Regions from separate parts of the Oncorhynchus mykiss genome. Here region 1 is linked to region 2. Evidence: chromatin contacts called from public Hi-C data. All regions are on one chromosome and are shown on one strand. The core of a region is the stretch at or near the end of the contact, and the rest is flanking DNA. Distances in the headings are between cores, read along the strand shown.

Region 1 (5,289 bases), core at 327-2,826, 46 kb after region 2:
GGAGTTGAGGGAGCGAGGGTCAGTCTTGTTGGTAACGTTGCCAGCCATCAAGCTACTGGTGGTGGGACACCGTTGTTTATGAGAAGGGGATGAAAGGAAAAGAGCGGGGAAACAGAGGGGGGGAGAGAGAGAGAGATGTAAGCTGAGTGTGTGGATATGCGTGTCTGTGACCATGTGCCTGTTTGGGGATGCTTTTCAACATAAACTGGACCTGATTTCAGTGTGTGTGTCTATACACAGACACACACAGTTGTTTAAAACAAGCATCCCCTTCATTGTGTATGTAGATCACTTTGGGTGATGGCTCACAGTACATGGTGACTGTATAGGTGGACTTTCATGTGCCTATAATCTAAGGTAATTGTTTTGTGCACAGGAAGGTGGGGGTTGTCAGTCACATACACGTTTGTCAACAGCCATTTTGCACAGATTTCAGGGTTTAAAGCCTTCTGTTCCTACATCTAGAGAACATATAGGCAGGGTTGAAATAGCCAGAACTCACTCCATATTGCCTGTACCCTGGACGGTCGTGGTCTGCCTGCCTGCCTGCCTACCTGTTTCTGTTGGAGAGAAGAGTGTCATTATTGGTAATTCGAGCCGGAGCTCAGCAATGCATTGTGGGAGATGTATTGCATCTACAGGGAGGTGGCGATGTCTCTAGAATGAGAAATCTCCAGAAGTGAAATCTCCAGAAGTTCAGTATTTCTTGTTTTTGGATCAATGCTGCCCCCATGAGGTACTTGGGGGGGGGGGGGGGGGGGGGGGGGGGGGGGGGGGGGGGGGGGGGGGGGGGGAGAGAGAGAAATATACCACACGCATAAAAAACAAAAGTTGTAGCGGTAAAGGAAGAAGTAGCAAGCACCCCCAAAAACCTGTTGGACAAATAGTATTATCATAACAAACAAGACTTAGCATGACAAAGTACCTGAGCATACAGCAGTCATTAGATACACAAACAATATGATCCACGGCTGGCATGACAACCTCAGAGACACTAAATAATAGAATGACTGCATCCCATGCCACCCTAAACCATACATAACCCACCATAGGGGCTCAGAGGGCTCCAGTCAAAAGTAGTGAACTTGAGGGAATAGACTGCTATTTGGGATACATCCAATAGTATATTAGCTACCACGTGTACTCTTGACACATTACTTCTCATAAATGTCTGTGAACTACATTAACAGGAAGTGATTTAAGTCTCTGGCTTTCATTATTAGGCATTTTTTGTGGTAAATTGAATCAGTCCCAATTGGCACCCTATACCCTATATAGTGCACTACTTCTAAACAGGGCCCATAGGGCTACGGTCAAAAGTAGTGCACTTTACAGAGAACATATAGGGTGTCATTTGGGATGTGGACAAGGGATATGTTATTACATGGTGTGGGGAGGACATTCTCAAATGTCTGTCTTTGTAAATCCCAAAGCAGAGCCCCTCGTGGCTTGTGTCCACTTTCATAAATGATAAAAATAGAAGGCTCCACAGCCTTCTCTGCACGGTGGACACACACATTTCAGATTACACTGCCGTGCTGGGTCTGGGTGTCTATCCAAAAGCTTAATGCACTTTTCAGTTAGTGATTTTGGCTAGGATGTGTTGTCACGCCTGGCCAGTTGACAAGGCTGGGTTAGTATCTACCAGCGTCGATGAGGGGAGAACGCAGGCAGGTCATGTGACCCTAGTAAGAGGTGATATAACACGCACAGCTGTGACTATTATGGGCTGGAGAGGGACATAATCCTAGAGTCCCAATAATCTCTCCTTTCTCCTGAAGTATGCCGTTGTTCCCCACAAATATATAAAGCATTGTATTGGCAAAGGCATAGGCCAGTGAGAGTTCCACTACATTTATTATTTAAGTCATTTCCTTTCAAGAGGAAGAGATCATTGGAACATGGCACTAGTCTGGAAGATGGTACTACATGTTGTTGGTTGTGTGTGTGTGTGTGGGGGGGGGGGGGGAATCAATAGTTACATATCAGAACATTATTTTTGACAATAGTCTACAGTTTTGACAATATTGCAATATAATTTGTGCTAGTTGGCTGTACCAAAACTACGCTATTTGTCCTTTGTCCCTCTACAGAAGACATGGTGAGCAATATGTTTGGAACATTGAATCGTGAGAAGAAAAAAAATCCTAATACATAACTTATTAGCACCTGTATGGTGATATCGCATCGTAAGGTCCCTAGCCTTATTGGTGATACTATAATGCAGTCAGACTCATAGTGCCCTTCACTTCCCATTTAGATATGATTTTACAAGAAGTGAAAAGACACACCACATGTGGAATTGTTTAAGAGCGCAGAACAGTTTAGGTTTATATTCAAGGCTTTCATTGGTGTGTGTGTGTGTTGTGTGTGTTGTGCTTTAACATTTGTCACGTATGACATCTCCAGTTAACAAGTAAGTAGTTAGGTCAGTATTTCTCAACTCCTGGTAAGTTGGGGGATCCGGTTTCTCAGCAGCCCCTTCGATGGTTACCCGTCACCGATGTTGTCAGTGCCTTCAGACCGTATTCATACTTATCACACATGTTGTGTTACAGCCTGAATTCAAAATCAAATACTCTCATCCATCTACACACAACATAATGACAAAGTGAAAACATGTTTTTAGACATGTTTTCTTAATTCATATCTCATTTACGTATGTCAACCCAGAGGCAAAACTTTGTAGAAGCACCTTTAGCAGTGACTACAGCTGTGTCTTTCTGGGTAGGTCTAAGATTGGGAAACATTTGCCCATTTTTCTTTAAGCTCTGTCCAATTGGTTGTTGGTCATTGCTAGACAACCATTGTAAAGTCTTGCCATTCCTTTTGACTTAAATCTATTTAAAAAAACTGTAAATTGGCCACTGTCTTATTGGTAAACAACTCCAGTGCAGATTTGTCCTTGCGTTTTACGTCATTGTCCTATTGAAAGGTTAATTCATTTCCCAGTGTCTGATTGAAAGCAGACTAAACCAGGTTTTCCTCTAGGCTCTTGCCTGGATGCATTTAAAATAAAATAGTACACGATTCCTTCTTTTCACTCCGTCAATTAGGTTAGTATCGCGGAGTAACTACAATGTTGTTGAGCCATTCTACTATCACAGCCATTCAATTCTGTAACTGTTTTAAAGTCAACATTAGCATCATGGTGAAATGCCTGAGCGGTTTCCTTCCTCTTTGGAAACTGAGTTAGGAAGGACGCCTGTATCTTTGTAGTGACTGGGTGTACTGATACACCATCCAAAGTGTAATTATTAACTTCACCATGCTCAAAGGGATATTAAAATGTCTGTTTTATTTATCTTTACCTTTCTTTGCGAGGCATTGGAAAACCCCTAATCTTTGTGGTTGAATCCGTTGAAATTCACTGCTCGACTGAGGGACCTTACAGATAATTGTTTGTGTGGGGTACAGAGGGGATGTAATCATCCAAAATAAATGTAGAACACTATTATTGCACACAGTCAGTAGATTTTTACTCCTGAACTTATTTAGGTTTGCCATAACAATGGGGTTGAATACATTTCAGCTTTTCATTTGATTAAATTTGTAAAAATTCCATTACAAACAATCCCAATGACATTAATGGGGTATTGTGTGTAGGCCAGTGATTTATATTTAAAAAATTACCTTGTAATTTAAAAAATATATATTTTAAATTCAGGCTGTGTAACAACAAAATATGGAAAAGGTCAAGGGGTGTGAATACTTTCTGAAGGTGACCAATCTGTTTGTTTTTTTAAATCAAGAAAAAGAAGTGGGAAAGTAGGGGTTCAATGTGAAATGCAAACTACTAGGCTACTCAAAACTACAAAAACAAATGGACAGTAGTGATAGGCTATCACAACACAAAAGCAGCAGAAAACTACTTGCTTTAGGGATTTCCAAAAGGAGAAAAAAAGGCTACTTCACAAAGGCAGAAAGAAAAAACTAAACTAGATTCAAAATCCATGTCAACGTGGAGGTGGGAAAAAAAAAAAAACAGGAGACCAACTTACGATTTGTCGCTGCTCAAAAAAGATGCCTCAAAAACTAAAAAAAGGGAAACAAAAAAATTTAAATTAGAAGAGAACACCTGTAATGTTGAACTGAACCCATAATCAGAGGCTACGAACGATGCTAATGATAGAAGATTTAGAAAGAAATCATTGTGATTGTGTTAGTGGCCATATACATGTATAGGCTTAGTCGTAACCATCTGTACATAACGTGGTGTGGGGTCAGGTGCACACCTCTTAAACTGTGTCGAGACCACGTTAGACACATATTCCTTTCCTTCAAGACTTCTGGCCCTGTATTCACAAAGCATCTCAGAGTAGCTGTGCTGATCTAGGATCAGTTTTAGATTACAATGACTGGATGGGAGGTGGGACCTGATCCTAGACCACCACTAGTGCGAGACGCTTTGTGAATGTGGGCCCAGACCAGCAGGACTTGATTAAAACGATGTTTTTTTTTATATTTTTTTTAATTTAACTATTCAGTCCAACTAGTCTGTTTTCTGTCGTGAAGGGAAGGAAGCCATTTGAGAGAATTGGGACACAGCCAGTAGGTCTACTAGTTAGGGCTTGTAAATAATAAAAAGGTCTGGGTAAGGCCTACAGAGAGGAGGTGATCAACAACAAATTTAAAAAATAAAAACTGTATCCACTGGTGCAAAATCAACTCCCTGAAATTGTCATAGTAACAGGGCATCTTCACATCATCAATGCATACCAACACTGCCTTAAGCACAGGAGATTTCCTACATAAGAAGCTTTGTTCACTGATCAGCTCTAGTAGGCCTAATGGACGTTGATCACATAGAAGTCTGACCACAACTATTTCAACAGGCTACACATTTGAATAATGTTCAATAAAAGCACAAATTATGGATGCATGAAATCTCATTCTGCACAATATTTTAATTATTCATATCACAAAATGCAATGCCAGGGTAGTCTATTTCTCGATTTAACAAATGTCTTTGCTTACACAATACACCGTATTGTTTGTATTCCAGTGCAAACGAACGCCCACTTTCACTCTTCATAGTGAAAAAAGATAATGCCTCAGAAATTACGTCATTGTTTCGAGAAATAGGGCTAATGCAGAGAGCACTGTTGCGAACCTCAAAAATAAGAAAGCCAAAAAGAAAACGTTGGAAATATTTCTGAGCAGTCAACTTCAACAACCGAAATTCATGTTACTGGGTCTTAAAATGAAAAGGTTGAACAGTATAAAAACCCTGTTAAAAACGTCATTCCTGGGTGGGGAAAAGACGACCATGATGTTGACCACATACTA
Region 2 (5,174 bases), core at 1,592-4,091:
AGAAGGAAACAAGGCGCAACAGCGCCTCTTCAAAGTCAGGAGGAAGAGGAAATGTGGCATGGCACGTAAAACCCTTACAAACTTTTACAGATGCACAATGGAGAGCATCCTGTCGGGCTGTATCACCGCCTGGTACGGTAATTGCACCGCCCTCAACTGCAGGGCTCTCCAGAGGATGGTGCGATCTGTCCAACGCATCACCGGGGGCAAACTACCTGCCCTCCAGGACACCTACAGCACCCGATGAAACATGGAAGGCCAAAAAGATCATTAAGGACAAAAAGCACCTGAGCCACTGCCTGTTCACCGCGCTATCATCCAGAAGGCGAGGTCAGTACAGGTGCATCAAAGCTTGGACCGAGAGACAGCTTCTATCTCAAGGCCATCAGACTGTTAAACAGCCATCACTAGAACATTAGAGGCTGCAGCCCTATATACACAGACTTGAAATCACTGGCCACTTTAATAATTGGAACACTAGACACTTTAATAATGTTTATATATCTTGCATTACTCATCTCATAAGTATATACTGTATCTTTGTCTATGACGCTCTGATATTCCTCGTTCAAATATTTATATATTCTTAATCCCATTCCTTTACTTTGGATTGTGTGTATTGTTAGATATTACTTGTTAGATATTACTGCACTGTTGGAGCTAGAAACACAAGCATTTCTCTACACCCGCAATAACATCTGCTAAACACGTGTATGTGACAAATAAAATGTGATTTGATGACAGTGATGGGGAAGAAATGCTGATCAACAGTGTTGTTGTCATAGAAGAAGTTGACCAAGTTTTGAAATCAGAGAAACATTAGCTGGCTGGCTCGCTAGCTAACATTACATGTATGATCTGTGTAGTAATATTATTTGTATCTCAGAAATCTTTTGCATTGCTAGTTATAGCCTAATGTCAGCTAGCTAGCTAACAATGAACCTTGTTGGTTAGCTTTAGCTACCTGCAGATTCATACTACAAAATTTCATGCATGGTGGCTAGCTAGCTAATTTTCCCCCAACATCGGACACCGCCCCAACTTCAGACACTCTCTAGCGGTTGGAGAATTAAATCACCTTGATCTCAACATTTAAACGGACTGGAAAATAACTGTACGTTTTGAGACTAAAGACACCCTTCGAGCTAGTTGACCACCGATTTTCACATTTTTTAAACTGGAAGACTAGCCAACTATCTAGTAAAAACTTTGGATATGGGGTTATTGTCTCTTTTTTTTGAACAAAATTAAACAGATATATCTTGTAATTGAACAAAATAGTAAGGTGGCCAATAACTGGGTCCGTATGCCGAAAATACCGGACTTGTTTTTTTCACTGAATCGCTTATCAAATAGTAGTATTTCCACTGAAATGTCAAACATGCTAATTGCTAACACGTTAGCTAACATTTTTACAACACCAATAATCACAAAACATTGACGGCTTGATCACAAGATAACACTGTTGAAGGTAATATACTTCTTAAAAACGCTGTTGAATATGCCGATAATACCAGGTGCTACGATATGACCATCCACTTGTATTGCTAGTACTGCATTATGGTTCATTGTTTAGCAGCTAATTTACATGTCCAAGCAAGACTCCACGTGTAGACAATTGAGACCCATCCACGTAGCTAGATGTGGCTGGGGGATGGCTATAGCCTCTCTTTCACATGACCCATCAATCTAGGCAAGTGTGTCTGGGTAAGCATCATTTAATAATGATAAAATATTTATCTGGACACTTTCTGTTTTTGATATTGCGACTATGCCAGTAACGATTTAACACGTTCAAAAATACACCTTCTGTATCCTGTGCATGTGACAAATAAACATAATTATTTGATATAGTGTGTGTTTACCAAAGATGGTAATGTGAAGAACAACATGACCTGCACCAAAGTCAGATTAGGATATAGGCCAAAGACTAGATAAAGTGCATTTTTACCTGGAGGTTTTCCTTATTGTAGGCTACCATCTTCACCACTTTTACTCTTGAAATCTTTGGTTGTTTACTACACTACCTTGCTCTCTCTGCTAAGCGCATGGTTACACATGTGAATCCTTAAAGAGATGGGTGAGGCTAAGGCTTAAGAGGGTGTGAACAATGCTGAATGGGTGTAGGCAAAGAAGAGCTCTCCAGTATGTGTACCAAAACATTCAAAGCCAATTTTGTCAAAAGTAGGGTTACAAGTTTATCACCTTTCAAAGCAGAACTACTTTCCCGACGTTGCTCAACTGCAGTGTTTTTGTAGAATCTCAACTTTTATCCAATGTGAAAAACACAATTTCAAATGTTGCTACATAAGACTGAAAAGGGGTGCTGGGTCACATATATAGATTTGTATGACATTTTCCATTTTTAGAGAGAGAGGATGACAGTGGGTGAAGATAGAGAGAGGTTGTTTTAAAGGACAGTTGGCTGGATTCCAACCCTTGCTGACAGTATAGATACGTGAGCCGGAGGCGGCGATGCTACCACTTCACAAGCGTCTTTATTCCACTCTATTATTCAGAATGTAGAATATATTTTAATCGCCTTCATAATATTATTACTTTCAAATACTGAAATTAACATTTTAATAGCGAGCGACTAGATGTCCAATCTAATGCCACATGACATGAAAGTAATTTTATGGAATGGTAACGGAATAATTATCAGAGAGACAATCACCCGGTACAATTTGGTTGTACACAAGTAATTAAATTACAATACAAGCCATGGATAACAATATGAATCAGCTCTCTGCAAATCAACAAACAGTGACATCATCCCAAATTCCCTATATAGTGCACTACTTCAGACCGGAGCTCTACACAGGCAGCAGCATTGCATCACACTGTTTCACAAAATGATCAGCCACAATGTGTTATGTGCAAGAGCTAGTTGGTTAGCTATTGACTGGAATGTGGCAATCATTCAGTCATGTGACTAGCGGGTAGGTTGATTATGTATTAGCCTCTCTCTCTCTCATCACAACCATTAAACTCTTTAACTGTTTTAAAGTTAACATTGGCCTCATGGTGGGTGCCCTACTTTGCGAGGCATTAGAAAACCTTCCTGGTCTTTGTGGTTGAATCTCGATGCTCAACTGAGGGACCTTACAGATAATTTAATGAGTTGGGTACAGAGATGAGGTAGTCATAAAAAATAATGTTAACAGTATTATTGCACACATAGAGAGTCCATGAAACGTATTAGGTAACTTGTTAAGCTCATTTTTACTCTTGAATTTATTTAGGGGTGCCATAAAGGGGTTGAATACGTATTGATTCAAGACATTTCAGCTTGTCATTTGTAAATAATTTGTAAAAACGATTGAAAAACATCAATCCACTTTGAATTTGGTCTAGGCCAGTGACAAAACAATCGTAATTTTAAAAACAATTCAAGGGGTATGAATACTTTCTTAAGGCACTGTATGTATATACAGCAAATTTGTCATTTGCTATCTCTGTTCCTTTCTCTTTTGCTCCCACCCTCCTCTTTCTGTCCGCCCCTCTTTATCTCTCGCTCTCTCTTTATCTCTTTCTCTCTCTCTCTCTCTTTTCCTCTCTTGCCCTCTCTCTCTCAAGCACACTCTCTCCCCCTCTCAATCACTCTCTCAATCTATCTTTCTCCCTGTGTGTGAGACAGTGTGTTCTAGAGCGTGTAAAAATGGTTAAACTGCACAGGAGGGACCGTCTGTCACTACATAGAGATGGAGAGAGAGAGAGGGAGAGAGCTATGGGGGAGCTGAACACCCCCCCCACGTATATCTCTGTCTCTAGCTCTCAACAGTTTGCTCTTTGTATTATGGATGTTATTCAACAGCTGCTTAGCTTGCGTTATCGGTCCTGAAGCGCTTGGTAGCCTGACACGCAAAATCAGCTTTTACGCATCAGGAAATAGCTCTCGCGGGATAATTGTGTTTACACAGGCTTTGGATATAATCTGACCGTTCGGTGGAGTAGTCAGTACAGCTGCCATATGTAACTAAATGTGTTCAGTTTAAAAATCATGAAGCTTACGTAGGCGGCATGGTTGCGTTCAGGAGGGCTGAAAACGTGAGATAGAAATGTTGCACCCTGCACAGCAAATACTCCAGTGTTAAATCAACACAGAGTGTCAAATATAAAACTGGTCCAGTATCTATACAGGTCCACACTTTTCAGTGTTAAATTAACACATTGCTTTGTGTAAAGCCTTATTTGAATATTTCCCAGGGTGCCTTGCCTTTCGAGTGAATTGTATCGTTAACACCCATGACTGTATTTATTAGTAAAGAGACATTTTGTTGTTGCATTCATCCATTTTCAGTACTGTGACCTTCACTAAGTAAGATCCTTATCAAATATTTTATCATTAAGGCTTGCCTGACCTCTACTTGTTCCTGGGCAGCTGCTACACAGCGTTACATCTCACTCTTGCCACCTCCCCGGGTCAACAACAAGACTCAGGCCCTCGCACGGTTCTGGCTGGGATCTTACCTCAGAACCCTGAGTCTGATCCCGGTCGACCTGTGAGCCCCAGTCTCTTTCCTGCTCTCCACACACTACGTCCAGCTCCAAAAGTTCTTAAGAAATTTTTAAATGGAAAAAGAGCCAGTCACGGATTTAACTAAACACTGCTCTCTTCTCTCTCTTGTGCAGGAGCGGGAACCAGTGTCCAGTGCACGGGCTTGCTTCAGCCAAGCCCACAACGGTTTGGCGCAACGTGGCCCATCCTGCTCTGCTGAACCGGCACCGGGACCTGTCCTGGATGGTCGCCCATGAGATCCTCCCGGTCAGGGCTGTTATGCACTCCCGTTATGCACTCCTGGGGCATGGTGAGGACACCCGCATGCCCCCGACCAGGGGTCAGCCGCTGTGGAAGGAAGCAGGCCCCTTGGTCTCCCTGTTTCTGCCAGGAGGGGAGGACACCCCAGCTCGTGCTGTATGGGGTGGGCCGAAGGCCTATTCCACCGAAGGCCTTCACCAAGCTCTGGCCTACCCTCACGTGTCTGAACGATGCACTGTGGTCCTCCCGCAACCTGCTGGTAGTGAAACGAGCAGAAACCACCCCCCAGGCAGTGGCCATGGTAGCCACGGAAACCCTGGGGTGGTACAGAAGAAAGGGGGCCTCGACCCCAAGCGAAGGGTCCCCCACAATACCCAAGGCCACGGCGGCCAAGGCCTGACAGCGCTGCAGC

Evidence for each region. A called contact is a pair of places that touch in the nucleus more often than the background predicts.
Region 1: a Hi-C map of liver shows a contact between it and region 2, with 3 times the contacts expected there. The contact joins two enhancer-like sites. A contact is called at or near these places in 3 of 3 Hi-C or Micro-C datasets (blood and liver).

The regions. Positions count from the first base shown.
Region 1 is chr9:14,218,020-14,223,308 of USDA_OmykA_1.1, forward strand. LOC110531544 (heterogeneous nuclear ribonucleoprotein C) reads right to left here. Exons shown (of 10, transcript XM_036989206.1): 2 at 503-560; 3 at 1-55. The coding sequence starts at 507. Among protein-coding and RNA genes, the nearest start is that of LOC110531544, 3.2 kb to the right of the region's middle. Within about 2 kb of position 1,577, at least 5 of the 11 cell types and tissues checked have an H3K27ac peak or open chromatin away from gene starts, as enhancers often do. A contact at or near this core is called in liver, where this site is marked.
Region 2 is chr9:14,171,015-14,176,188 of USDA_OmykA_1.1, forward strand. The region is part of intron 1 of ndrg2 (protein NDRG2); the gene reads right to left. Among protein-coding and RNA genes, the nearest start is that of ndrg2, 18 kb to the right of the region's middle. Within about 2 kb of position 2,842, at least 6 of the 11 cell types and tissues checked have an H3K27ac peak or open chromatin away from gene starts, as enhancers often do. A contact at or near this core is called in liver, where this site is marked.